Linked DNA regions of Mus musculus: regions 2 and 3 are each linked to region 1. Evidence: chromatin contacts called from public Hi-C data. All regions are on one chromosome and are shown on one strand. The core of a region is the stretch at or near the end of the contact, and the rest is flanking DNA. Distances in the headings are between cores, read along the strand shown.

Region 1 (3,915 bases), core at 934-3,433:
TAAGCAGATGCAGACTCAGCCCTGGAACAAGCTGCCCAGCTGCGGGATCATCCTGGCTCTGGGTAGAGGCCCCAGATGAGAACAGCCCACTTTCTACAGGAGACCTCCTTGAGGTTAACACCATGTCCCATGATACTCTGAGGGCATGTGTGAGTCAGGGGCCCTGATGTAGCTGGGGTCCAGCTGATGTGAAGGACCATGTTGTCACCTGATGACATGTAGATGTTCGTGGCCTGTGCCACGGCCTGAGTCCATGTTGATGTCCCTGGGCCCCCAGGGACCATTATGATGTGAGTGGCCTGAGCTCCCACCTGAGACCTCAGTGGAGACCATGCTGTTGAAGGCCATGTCTGGGTCTGAGGTCCTGCTACAAGATGGGGTCTGAATTGATATCCATGGCCCATGTCACCTCTGAAGACCAGCAGAGGTCCCTGTTCTGCATTGCTGCCTGAAGCCATGTTTATGTTTGTGGGCCATGCTGCTGCTAGAGACCTTAGGGATCTGAGTGGCCTGCACTGCTACCTGAGTGCATGGTGACAGAGGCCATGTCTGGGTCCTTTATGTACCCCGGTCTATGTTGATGTTTGTAGCCTATGCTACCACCAAAGGCCATATGGATGCCCTTGGTATATGCTGCAGCCTGAAATCATGTTGACTTCTATGCAAAATGTTGCCACTGGGGGCCACATTGAATGTGGGTGGCTTGCATGGTCACCTAAGGACATGGTGATGTCTGGGTCAGTGATGTCACCAAGGGCCATGTCTGGGTCCGTGGTCTTACTGCAGCTGGGTCTGTGTTGTGTTACTATGCTGTGTCCAGAAGCCATCTTGATGTCTGTGATTGCAGCTGCATCAGTGGGCCTTATCTGGGTCTGTGGCCCTACAGCAACTGGGAGCCCTGTTAGTGGTCTGTGTTGACATTAGAAACTATGGGACCATGCTCCTATGATCCATAAAGCGTAAATAAGCTACTTTTGCAGTGATATAGATGACTGCAGATACAGTTGAGAAAAAGGGACATGGAAGACTTCTGTGACAACCCCTCCCTTCCTCCCCAAATAGCAACAGCCTAGACAGGAAGCTGTCATAGAGAACTCTTAAGAACTGTGATAGGACGCTGGAGCATTGCCCTCCATGAGAGATGACTTCCAGCAGGGACTGGAAGGACTCAGCTTTATTTAGAGAGTAGGCCCCTGAGAGTTTGACCATGCCCCAGTGAGAATACAGAGAACATAAACTGATCTTTATTTTTTTGCTGTGGGGGAGGTCATTAGAGTGAGGGGCAGGAAAGGACTGGGAAGTCCTTGGTAGGGGTGTATGATGTTAAATCCTCAATCAAAGAATTAATAAAAATATTATGTTGGAAAAAAAAGTTTAGGATATTAAGCTTAAATATAGTCAATATTTTTATGGTGTGTGTTATACAACCATCTGCTGAGAGGGTGAGAACAAGGAATTCACTGAAATATATGTTCAGGGTCTTACTAGGATGACCCTTACTGCCCCTCCATCCATCCCACCTTGATACTTTAAGCTTCAACAGCACGTTCCTAAAAGCTCTTGGAACAAGGATGGAGGCCAGGTAATCACAGGAGAGGGAGCAAGCGATGTTGGTTTACCTAAGTGATTTAAAATAGTCAAAGCACTGGGTGTACACAATGAGTTAGAGTCTCTTTCTAATCTCTTTCCCTGTACTGGAAAACAAACAGAGCTAAGGACCAAGGGATGGAGGGAGAAACTGGCTGAATAACATGGAAGTAACTGAATAAAATTCCCCTCCTATTCCTGCTTACTCATGCACCAACGCTATAAAAGGAGTTGTGAGATAGTTGCTTTGACACAGAGTGACAATGGACAGCACCAGCAGATAGGTGGGAGGGGACTGAGGAAGTGAAACAGAAGTCCTTCCACTCAACTGTGCATTCTTTAAAGACGGCTACCATTTCCTGCACAACTCTGCACTCCTGGCTCCTAGATACCTGGCACACGGTAGCCAGTCAATAAGTGCATTCAATGAATACATTTAACCGTAGCAGAGGCTATGATTCATCATGTAGAGCCTCCTTTATACCTGAAGGGCTTTTGTTCATAGATGCGGAGAGAACTGCTGGCACACAGCCCTTTGAGGACAGCCCTCTTCGGAAACTGCTTCAACTGAACACAGCCGTCTTGGCCCAAGATCACACTCCTTCCTGGAGCAGCTGGGATCTAATGACCTGGGATATAAAACTCCAGTTTCCCTCACTATAACTTGAGGCAACTCTGAGGAACCTCGCCAGCTTCAGAGCTGTACTTGGGACTGCTGAAAGTCTATCATAGTCTGCCTTCTCCATGGAGATGGGGCTTCTTGCCCTGACATGGCATGGGGCCCAAGAAGTCTCTCCAGTAAACACTGCATTCTTATTTCCATCTCAGTGTTCTCTCAGGGAAACCCTACCTACGGCAACAGTGCATAAGAGACTTATTTAAACCGTGTAAGGAAGTATACTTGACTTCATATTAAAGCCAATAAATGTTCAAAGACTGTAGAAAACAAAACTCTTATAACTAGCAATATTTATTTCAGCTACATTAATCATTAGATCTAGAAATGTGTTCAATTAGTGGTAAATTTCCCCAAATTCCATTCTACCTGTCTAAAATGAAAGAAATAAAATATTTAAAAAGCATTAATGTATTGAATATGAACATGGCGTAAAGCAGAATAGAAAACAGTTGTTTTTCCTGCAGTGTTGGTCAATCAATATCTATCTTGGTAGGGAACTGTTTTACACCAAAACTTACTTGTATATTATTTATAATACTAATATGTCTTTTCTACCAAATGCAATATAAGCTATATCAGACCAGAATAAATAAATAAGTAAATAAATGCAGGTTTAATTGGCACAACTCCCCAGTTGATTACAGTCCCCAAGAACAGGGCTGAGGAAAGGCAGGGAAGTTTTCTAGTTCTCAGGTGAGGTGTGATGACGTGTGAGCCAGGAGCATGGTCAGAAGCTAGGCAGCTGGGAGGGCATTTGGGTAGGTGGTCATGTCAGAAGGCACGTTGCACTGGCTGCCAGGAGTGCCTTTTGGACACTTTCTTTAGAGTTATTTCAGTGCGGACTGGGTTGGGAGAAGGAGGGCAGATGGCTTTTCCCAGCTTGTGCTTGAGCAGGGGTGAGCGGTGGGCTCCAACCAAACAAATGCCTTAATTATGATCCCATAGAAGTGTAATGCTTATTAAAAGTCATTTAAAACATGAAATTACAAATTATTACTACTCACTACTGCAGTACTACTCATGTAGAGCTCTGCTCTACTTTAGGTTCAATACATGTTATCAATGTAGGGACTGTTGAGGCTCAGTCATTGAGTTGAGGTGCAAAGGTTATTCTAATTACCTACGTACACTGTTTTTTTTAAACAGAAGACTATTTGCTGATGTGTTACTTGCTAGCATGACTAGCAGTAACCACGTTCTAATACAACTTAATAAGTTGTGCTTACTTCTAAAACGTGGGAGTGCTGCCAAAATGTATAGACACTGATATCCAGCCTTACTAAGAAGTGAAATGAGCAGGCCATGCATGGAAAAATGTTCAAGCCCACACTTCCTGGAGAAGGCCCAGCAGACACTTAGCAGATGTGCACAGACTGTTCTGTTGTCAAGGATTAAGTGGCTCTTAATACTACCCCTATGTACTGCAGCGCATACGCCTGGACCTGAATCCTCAGCTCTGTGGAAATATAAAATAGCAGAATAACACCGACCACCAGATTATCTCAACATTGTGTGTTCTCACTTTCTTTTTCCACAATGCAAACATTAAGTAAGTAATGTTGCTTTCTGTGGATATATGCTGTGGAAATCACAACAGAACACTCAAAGGCAACTGAAATGGCACATTGCTAAGAGGACCTGTGCCAGGA
Region 2 (3,915 bases), core at 934-3,433, 200 kb before region 1:
GAGTTTATATTATATAAGTCAGGGTCTTACATCAAGTTGAGTTATTTGATACTGTTTCCATCTTTTTCAATGGCCTCAGAGAGTCTTTGTTTGGGGAATACACTTGTTTTTGGAGGCAGGTTAGCCTAGACTGGCACTATTTCGTGATCATCCTACCTCAGTGGACTCGGGCTGGGATTAGAGCTAGGCAACACCTTCCTCTCCTGGACCAACAAACTTCACAGGAGGAATTACACACTTCTCAACAGTTTAAGGAGAAGAAGAAATAGATTTCTCTCAAATGCAAGGGTAGAACGTTGGGAAGGGGCTGTGGGCAATCGATTTTTAAAGCTGTCTGACCCTGGTTTTCTTTTCAGTACCAAAGTGTAGTGGTGGATGCTGTCAGACCCAGCAACCCCGGAGATGGAGACAGGAGAATCAGAAGTTCAAATTTTCTGCTATGCAGTGAGTTCCAGGCCAGGGACACATCAGATCTTCTGCCTTAAAAAAGCAAAACAAAAGACCACCACCACCACCAACAACAACAACAACAAAAACCCACCAAAGTATTCTTGTATAGAAATATTTGACAGAGAGAAAAAACAAACAAAACCACAAAAAACCCACACACAAACAAGCACCCTACAAATCAGGCTTTGTAAGGGCAAATGCTCATTTTCAAAAACTGCTTTCCTCTGTGACCAAAGGGGAAGGTTCTGTGCACTCCCCTTTCTTACAGCATTTCCTGGAGGAAATGGAAGGCTGGAATATAAATCCATGGTTGTTCCTGGTCCCTTCTAGTAAGTGCAAATTTTGAAAAGTAAATGCTAGTTGTACAACCCAAAGATGTGTTTTCTACCTGCCTTTAAAGGTGCCTTATTTTTGTTCTAGGGAAGGGCAATTAGCTCCCACCAACCTCAGTTTAAAAACAAATATATTTCTCTACCTTTGAGGCAAGCAGGTATTGGTTGGCAGGTTTTATTTCAAATAGTTTTTCCAACAGTTTTCACGACTTAAGCCATCCTTTTAGAAGGGTGTGTCTCCTGTTGGTTGTGGTTCTTATTCCCAACACACACACCCCGGTTGCAGGGACGCTACGGATGACTTAAAGGTACTTCCCAGGACAGGTGCCACAAAGTGCTGGCAGAATTGCATCTCAGGGATCCATTCTTCACATAGCACGAGCAAAGTTTCAACCCAGGCTTGAGGCCCCTGAGAACCTTCTCACAGTAAGGGGCATCTCTTTGATAACAACACAAAAGCTCAGGTAAAACTTTAAAATGAGAGGCAATCTACTTGGCTCGGAGAAACCTCAGCTCTTGGCTGTGAAGCCGAAGGGAAGTAACAGGACACTTCGGGCAATGTTTTCAGCTCTTATTTTAAACAAAGAAGTGGGAGCAGGGAAGCGGCTCAGGACCCACCCAAGGCAACCTGGGCTTCCAGAGTCGTCTGTCTACCTCCAGCCTTTCTCCCCATGCAGTCGCGGGTGTCTAGGGCACCTCCAACCCAGCCTGGCCTGAGGTGGGTCCGGAGCCCCGAACCAGTCCACCTGCCGGGCAGCCCATCGCCTCACCTGCGGATCGCGAAGGGCGCAGTCGGCGACCGCCTCGCCGCGGTCCCCGAGTCAGCCGGTAGATACAGTAGCAGGCGCCGGCGCCCAGGACCAGCCCTGCTGCCACCCAGCCCACGTCCCGCGCGCCACCCATGCTGCTGCCTCGGAGCTGCAGGGAGCCGAGGAGCCAGGGCCACACGCAGGTGCAGCTGGGCCAGAACCAGCCCAGAGAAAGGAAATGGGGTTGGAGCTCCGCCTTCCGGAAGCCGCCCTGCTAAAATCGGAAGCCCTCCCACCCTGTGTGCTGCGGTTCCTTTCACCAGGCAGGCGGGATGCCCCTAGTGCAAGCAGCTTTTTCCTGGACCAAGACCGGGACTGCGGCGCGTTGAACACAGACCCTAGCTCCGCCCCAACACTCACTCTCCCGTCCAGCCCTCTCATTTTACCCGGCCCCGGCCTGTACTGTCCTGCCCCGCCCCTCCCCGCTCTGCCCCGCCTCTCTGCACTCGCCCCGCCCCTCTCTGCCCCGCCCCTCTGCAATCGCCCCGCCCCGCCCCAGTTGCCCCGCCCCCTCCCTGCTAGGTTCTTTCTTCATCTCGCGAAAGGCTTGGACTATTTGGCACCTCCTTTGTGGTTGCTAGGCAACGCTCCGGCGCGTCTCTCCTCCTCAACGTGAACAGCAGTAACCTATGAAACGCATTCTGAGTCCTGCTTCTGACCATGGCTTCACTACGCAGTGCCACCCCCAGGCTAAGGAGCTACTTCAGGGACAAGTACATTCCTCAAATCTGTGAGGTACTGCAGCCACATAGCCTCTCACACAGTGGGCGCGGGGAAAAACTGGGAGAGGCAAGGAGATTCCCGGAACTGGAGCTAAGAAGGAGCAGGATGGGGAAGCTTGAAGTCAATTTAGGGTAACTAGAGAGAGAAGGGTAGGTTAGAGAAGACCGAAGGGTGCCGGTGGCTAAAACCAAGCCCAGGTGGGGATGACAAAGGAAGGGGACGGGGGAAAGTGACAATCTGCAGGGGGCGCAAAGAGCACAGGGCCTGGGTTGGAATCTCCAAGTGTCAACTACTAAATTCTATTATGGAAGAGCGTCTTGAGCAAGAAGTGAGTGGTGAGCCACTTGAAGACAAAAGACTTGAGGGGTTCTGGGTGTAGGCTTCGCCCCGCCTCGTTGTTAGCAGGAGGGAAGAAGAGTCACCTGCCTCTACACACAGCTTCACAACACACCTTTTTAGAGATCGCCACCAAGCAAAACCTGAGGTCTTGGTTTCAACAAAGAAATGAATTTCGGGGCCAACTTGTATGAAGCAAAGCTGGCTTCATTAAACGCAGGAACAAAGGTGCTCCAGTAGAGAGAGTAGAACACACCTGGTCAGACAATTGCGGGCTTCTGAAGGGAGAGTCGACCTTAAGTGTTGTCTTCACAATGCTGACATCAGTATTTTTTCTTGTGACTTTCAAGGTTACATTTCTAAATGTTGCCAAGAAACTACTACCCCTTTTCTTTTTCTTTCTTAATTTCTTTATTCACTTACTTCCCGATTGCAGCCCACCCCTCTCCTCCCCTCCCAGTCCCTTACAAGCCCCTCCCCCACTACCCCCTTCCCCCTATCAGAGGAGAAGGGAAAACCCTCCTTGGGTACCACCCCAGAGTCCCAGAAGGATAAACATTCCCCTTTTATTAACATCACCCAAAGAGTATAGTCTGTAACAAAGTTAGATTAAAAACCGAAGTTTCTTTTTCTCTCAGTAACTAACATATAGTGCATTTATGAACAGCTTCATTTAGTTCTGGGAGTGGGGAGGCCAGGAATTCAAGATAATGTGTCATTTTGACCTTATGTAAGCAGAGCCTAATTACTGGCCTCGACATCCTTGGTTGAAGTGTCTGGAGATACAGCACCCAGCCTCAAGTGAGCACAGTTGAAGTCCATTAGGTTCTTACCCGCAGACTTAAAGTCCTTTCTGAGCAGTGAAAGTAGATCAGTTCTGAAGGAGCAGGGTTTCCTCCTCTACCTCCGCCTCCAGTCCCCTCCAGTCCCCTCCAGTCCCCTCATTCTGCCCTGCCTCGGGAGGACAGTATGGTATTGAAAACCAGGTTTTGTACTCCTGGGGGCAGGGAGCTGAGAAATCACTGGTGACTCCCATTTATCTGTATGTTATGTTACGCGGTGTATGTTATGTGGTGATACAGCGGGAGTTCTGAAATGGGGCGAATGAGGGAGTTCTAAGGGAGAGAGAAGAGTGCCATTCAACCTCCAGGGCAATTGGGCACAACACTTCCTTTTAGGATGGCTTTTCCCCGTGATTTTATCCAGATGATCCCTTCAGTCACCTCTGCTCACACATTAACAGCAGGGGCAAGACAGGTTTTGGG
Region 3 (3,915 bases), core at 1,052-3,551, 170 kb before region 1:
TATAAATTACATTCCAGCCTTCTGTTAGGTGAGGCAAATATTTCTCTCATTCTGGAGATTGGTGCTTTACTGTTGATTGTTTTCTTTGCAATGCATTGCCCCCCTTTTTAAAATTATCTATGCGTGTGTATTTCTGTGTGAGTATATTCCACGAGTGATGGGTACACATGGAGGCCAGAGAGGGTGTCAGGTGTCATGCGTATGTGTGTGTCAGTATGTAAGTGCACACATCAGGCTGGAATTACAGTCCTCCTCGGGCACCTGCATGTTGACATACACACACACACACACCACACACACTGTCTTAGTCAGTGTTCTGTTGCTGTAAAGAGACACTATGACCGTGGTGACTCTTAATTTGAACTTGTTTATAGATTTTAGAGGTTTTATTCCATTATTGTTATGGCGGGAAGCATGCTCACATGCAGGGAGACATGTGCTAGCAAGGTAGCTGAGAGTTCTGCATCTGGGTCAACAGGCAGCAGGACAAAAGAGACACGGAGCCCAGCTTGAGCATTTGAAATCCCAAAGCCCACCTCAAGTGACACTCTTCCTCCAACCAGGTTACACCTACTCCAACAAGGACACGCCTATTAACAATGCTACTCTCTAATGACCAAGCATTCAAATAATGTGCCTCGAGGGGTCATTCCTATTCAAACCACCACATATGCATAAAAATAAAAGTTAAATTGTTAAGAAAAATACAAAGAAAAAAATGTCTAATGATGTATATGTATGAAAATATTATAATGAAAATCCTCAGTTTTAGGCTAACTTAAAAAGTCACTAAATCCCCACAGGATAATGTAAGGCTTCTAAATCTTAAAACAACACTAAGCATGATGTATTTTTAGAGATAGTCTCAGAATTTTCCCAATGAAGTAAATTATGAATTGGATGTTTGTTAAAATGGCAGGTAATAAGAGGGTAGATTTACATAATAGTGGAAAGTTGGGAATGAATTTTTGACACTAACATGTTAAACATCTGGGTTTGCTAATGTTATTCAATGAAATGAATGCGTTGCAAAGTTACTTTTTAAATCATTTATTAGCTGGGCACGGTGCCACATACTTTTGATCCTAGGAGTTGGAGATAGACAGATCTCTGAGTTTGAGGCCAGCCTCTTCTACATAGTGAGTTTGAGGCCAGCCTCTTCTACATGGTGAGTTTGAGGCCAGCCTATTTTACATGGTGAGTTTGAGGCCAGCCTCTTTTACATAGTGAGTTTGAGGCCAGCCTCTTCTACATAGTGAGTTTGAGGTCAGCCTCTTCTACATAGTGAGTATCCAGGTTAGCCTATCTCAAAAACAAAAATTAAACAAAACAAAAAGAGCCTTAAAGTCGTTAAAAATAGCATTTAACTTGATGACATCTCTGGCTAACTAGTTCTTGGGAACTTGAACAAAAAAAATATTGAGTTAAGTCTTAATTTTGGAATGTGTTAGTTTTAAAATGAATTCAAACTTATGCATGCAGACTGCCTAATATTTTGGAGGGAAAGCTGAGACTAATGATTTGAGAAATACAATTTGAACTTATCTGGGAAATATGCAGTTTTAGGTCTAGTTCCATCAACTCGTGAAAGCAAGTCAGGTTCTGTTTTGCATCATTTCCTCGGTATCATTTTTGGTCTTAAGGAGCGCTCCTTCCTTGACAGATGGTAGGGCTTATATACTATCAGTTAAACTGCTAGCCAAGCTCAGAGTTAGTGAGAGGGTTGTCAAGGCCCAGTTTCCATGAAATGCAAGCATTTTGGCACACAACACAGTGAAAAGCCTTATGTCGATGAATTTAGAGTTTGATTTAACTAGCTAAGCTAGTTGCTCGGTTAGTGAACAATGTAAACCTTGCCTTGTGGCTACCCTTCACCTTAGCTGTGACTTTTTGTGTGCACAAGAATAAAGCATGTGGACTTGCAAAAACAGTTACAGAATCACCTTCAGATGTCACAGCACTGCTGATTCATCTTCTCACTTGGGATAAAAAAATCCTCTCAATCCCGAAAAGCCAATAAAGCCTGGCCAGACTGTGGGGGAACCAGATGGTTCTGGCTTGCTAGGTTAAATTACTTGGAATTGTAAAATCAAACGAGTGTGTTCAAATTCGTGTTTTGATAACCCCATGGGTCAGTCTGACCTTAACCAACTAAGCAGAAAGTCATTGCAGGTTCTGTGGCTCTGTACTGAATGGGCTCCAAATTAGTTTCCAAACTGAGTCGCTCTGTCAAGGAACTCCATGTTTGTTGGCTCGCCTTGCGGTGTGGATGAGAAAAGCAGATGCTACAGAACACTTCTGGATTTTGCTTTTAGGAAGAGCTTGTTTTGGTCGCAGCCGCCCTACTCCCTGACCCCACTGCCATTGCTTCAGATCCCTGTCAGTGATGCACGTGAAAACTACAGAAGGGGAGACAGCAGGGCAGGAATTGTTCTGCCTTTGTGTGGCTGTGTCCTTGGCTGTGTGGCCCTGGGCCAAAAGACTGGCCAAAGAGATAGAGACAAAAGGGCCAAAAGGGCCAAAAGGACCTGCATTGCCAAAATGGCTGGAATATTTAGGGAAAAGACCTGGGTTGGAGAGGTTTAGGGTAGGGGTCAGTGTACAGCTCCCCAGAAGACCTTGTTACAGGTAGGGCCTGAAGGACACCTGGAGAACCTGGCAGCCTGAATCAGCCTTGATATGTTAAATGGGCACCTTAGCTAGCAGTTTGTCCCAGGTGTGAGACCTAACCATTATCATGAGCAGTTTCTAATTCTTTTAAATATTCTGACTTCTTGTTTATTTCTCCTGCCAGAGCATATGTTCTTTGGGATCTGGTGTCACTGTTTTATATATATATATTGTTTCTTTATTCCTAGTACCCAAGAGACTGTGTCACAAACAATGAAGATTTAATCATTTACTCAGTATCTATCTAAGCCTGCATACAGTACACAGGGCTCTCTTTTGGAAACTGAGAAAAAAAACCCAGCAGGTTAAACAAATAATAGCTTTGTTGTTATACATTTATATTTTAAGATGAATCAAATAGCAAATAAATCAACATGCACACAAAAGCATGCCATAGAGAAATTTTTATGTATGTCATGTGTGCATGTCTGTATGCTTGTTCACCCATGTGTGAATGCATACGTATTGTGTTTTCTGTGTGCATTTCGATGTATGCCTATGTGTGTGCTGGTGTGTGTGTGTGTGTGTGTCTGTGTGCGTAGGCTTGAGGTTGATATTGGGTGTCTTCTTTGATCACTGTTAATTGAGGCAGGGTCTCTGCTAAACCTGTAACTCACAGATTTTTGGCTAGTTTACTGTGGTGGTTTGAATATGCTTGGCCCACGGGAAGTGGCGCTATTAGGAGATGTGGCCTTGTTGGAGGAAGTGTGTCACTGTGTCGGTGGACTTTGAGGTTTCCTAGAGCTCATGCTCCATGCAGTGTGGAAGAGAGTCCCCTTCTACTACCTTCAGATCAAGGTGTAGAACTCTCAGTCCTCTAGCACCATGTCTACCTGACTTCGGCCATGCTTCCCACCATGGTGATAATGGACGGAGTCTCTGAAACTGTAAGCCAGCCCCAGTTAAATGTTTTCTTTTATGAGTGTTGCTTTGGTCATGGTGTCTGTTCACAGCAATGGAAACCCTGACTAAGGCATCTATCTAGACAGTTTCGCCTCTCTTGTAGAGGGGAGGTGGATGAAGTCTGGAGGCAGGGGCTTTTTCTAAGAAACAGCATGAGGGCAGGGGCAGTGGGAACGAAAAGGACCTGGGTAAGAAACAAACTGTAGTGAGACTCCCAGGCCAGATGACGTGTGGAACGGAGGGCTGAGTGAGGCTGGCTGGGACTTGACAGCGCAGCCCAAGGGCAAGCAGAGGCCTGGCCTGCTCAGGAAGAAAGATGTCAGGAATGAAGTCAGCATCTTT

Evidence for each region. Hi-C and Micro-C count contacts between places; a contact is called where the count stands out from the background.
Region 2: a contact with region 1 is called in a Hi-C map of uterus, with 7 times the contacts expected there. The contact joins the promoter of Fbxl13 here to the enhancer-like site in region 1. A contact is called at or near these places in 9 of 39 promoter capture datasets (the C10 cell line, the HPC-7 cell line, HPC-7-derived erythroid cells and 7 more), 3 of 15 datasets of contacts at CTCF or cohesin (hippocampal excitatory neurons, large pre-B cells and pro-B cells), 129 of 484 Hi-C or Micro-C datasets (the 3T3-L1 cell line, 3T3-L1-derived adipocytes, the 4T1 cell line and 77 more), 21 of 115 datasets of contacts at active chromatin or transcription factors (the 230-238 cell line, PVALB interneurons, SST interneurons and 16 more) and 4 of 9 other capture datasets (adipose tissue, embryonic stem cells, liver and 1 more).
Region 3: a contact with region 1 is called in a Hi-C map of uterus, with 1.6 times the contacts expected there. The contact joins two enhancer-like sites. A contact is called at or near these places in 13 of 484 Hi-C or Micro-C datasets (CD8 T cells, DN2 thymocytes, LSK cells and 10 more), 2 of 115 datasets of contacts at active chromatin or transcription factors (bone marrow-derived dendritic cells and embryonic fibroblasts) and 3 of 9 other capture datasets (adipose tissue, liver and pancreatic islet).

The regions. Positions count from the first base shown.
Region 1 is chr5:21,439,334-21,443,248 of GRCm38.p6, reverse strand. All of the region lies in intron 4 of Fam185a (family with sequence similarity 185, member A), which reads right to left. Among named protein-coding and RNA genes, the nearest start is that of Fam185a, 16 kb to the right of the region's middle. Within about 2 kb of position 2,183, at least 53 of the 459 cell types and tissues checked have an H3K27ac peak or open chromatin away from gene starts, as enhancers often do. A contact at or near this core is called in the 4T1 cell line, B cells, astrocytes and 6 more, where this site is marked.
Region 2 is chr5:21,643,873-21,647,787 of GRCm38.p6, reverse strand. It overlaps Fbxl13 (F-box and leucine-rich repeat protein 13), which reads left to right and starts at 2,183. Exons shown (of 21, transcript NM_001199632.1): 1 at 2,183-2,326. The coding sequence starts at 2,252. It overlaps Armc10 (armadillo repeat containing 10), which reads right to left and starts at 1,782. Exons shown (of 6, transcript NM_026034.5): 1 at 1,553-1,782. The coding sequence starts at 1,685.
Region 3 is chr5:21,607,032-21,610,946 of GRCm38.p6, reverse strand. All of the region lies in intron 7 of Fbxl13 (F-box and leucine-rich repeat protein 13), which reads left to right. Among named protein-coding and RNA genes, the nearest start is that of Fbxl13, 37 kb to the left of the region's middle. Within about 2 kb of position 2,301, at least 28 of the 459 cell types and tissues checked have an H3K27ac peak or open chromatin away from gene starts, as enhancers often do. A contact at or near this core is called in uterus, where this site is marked.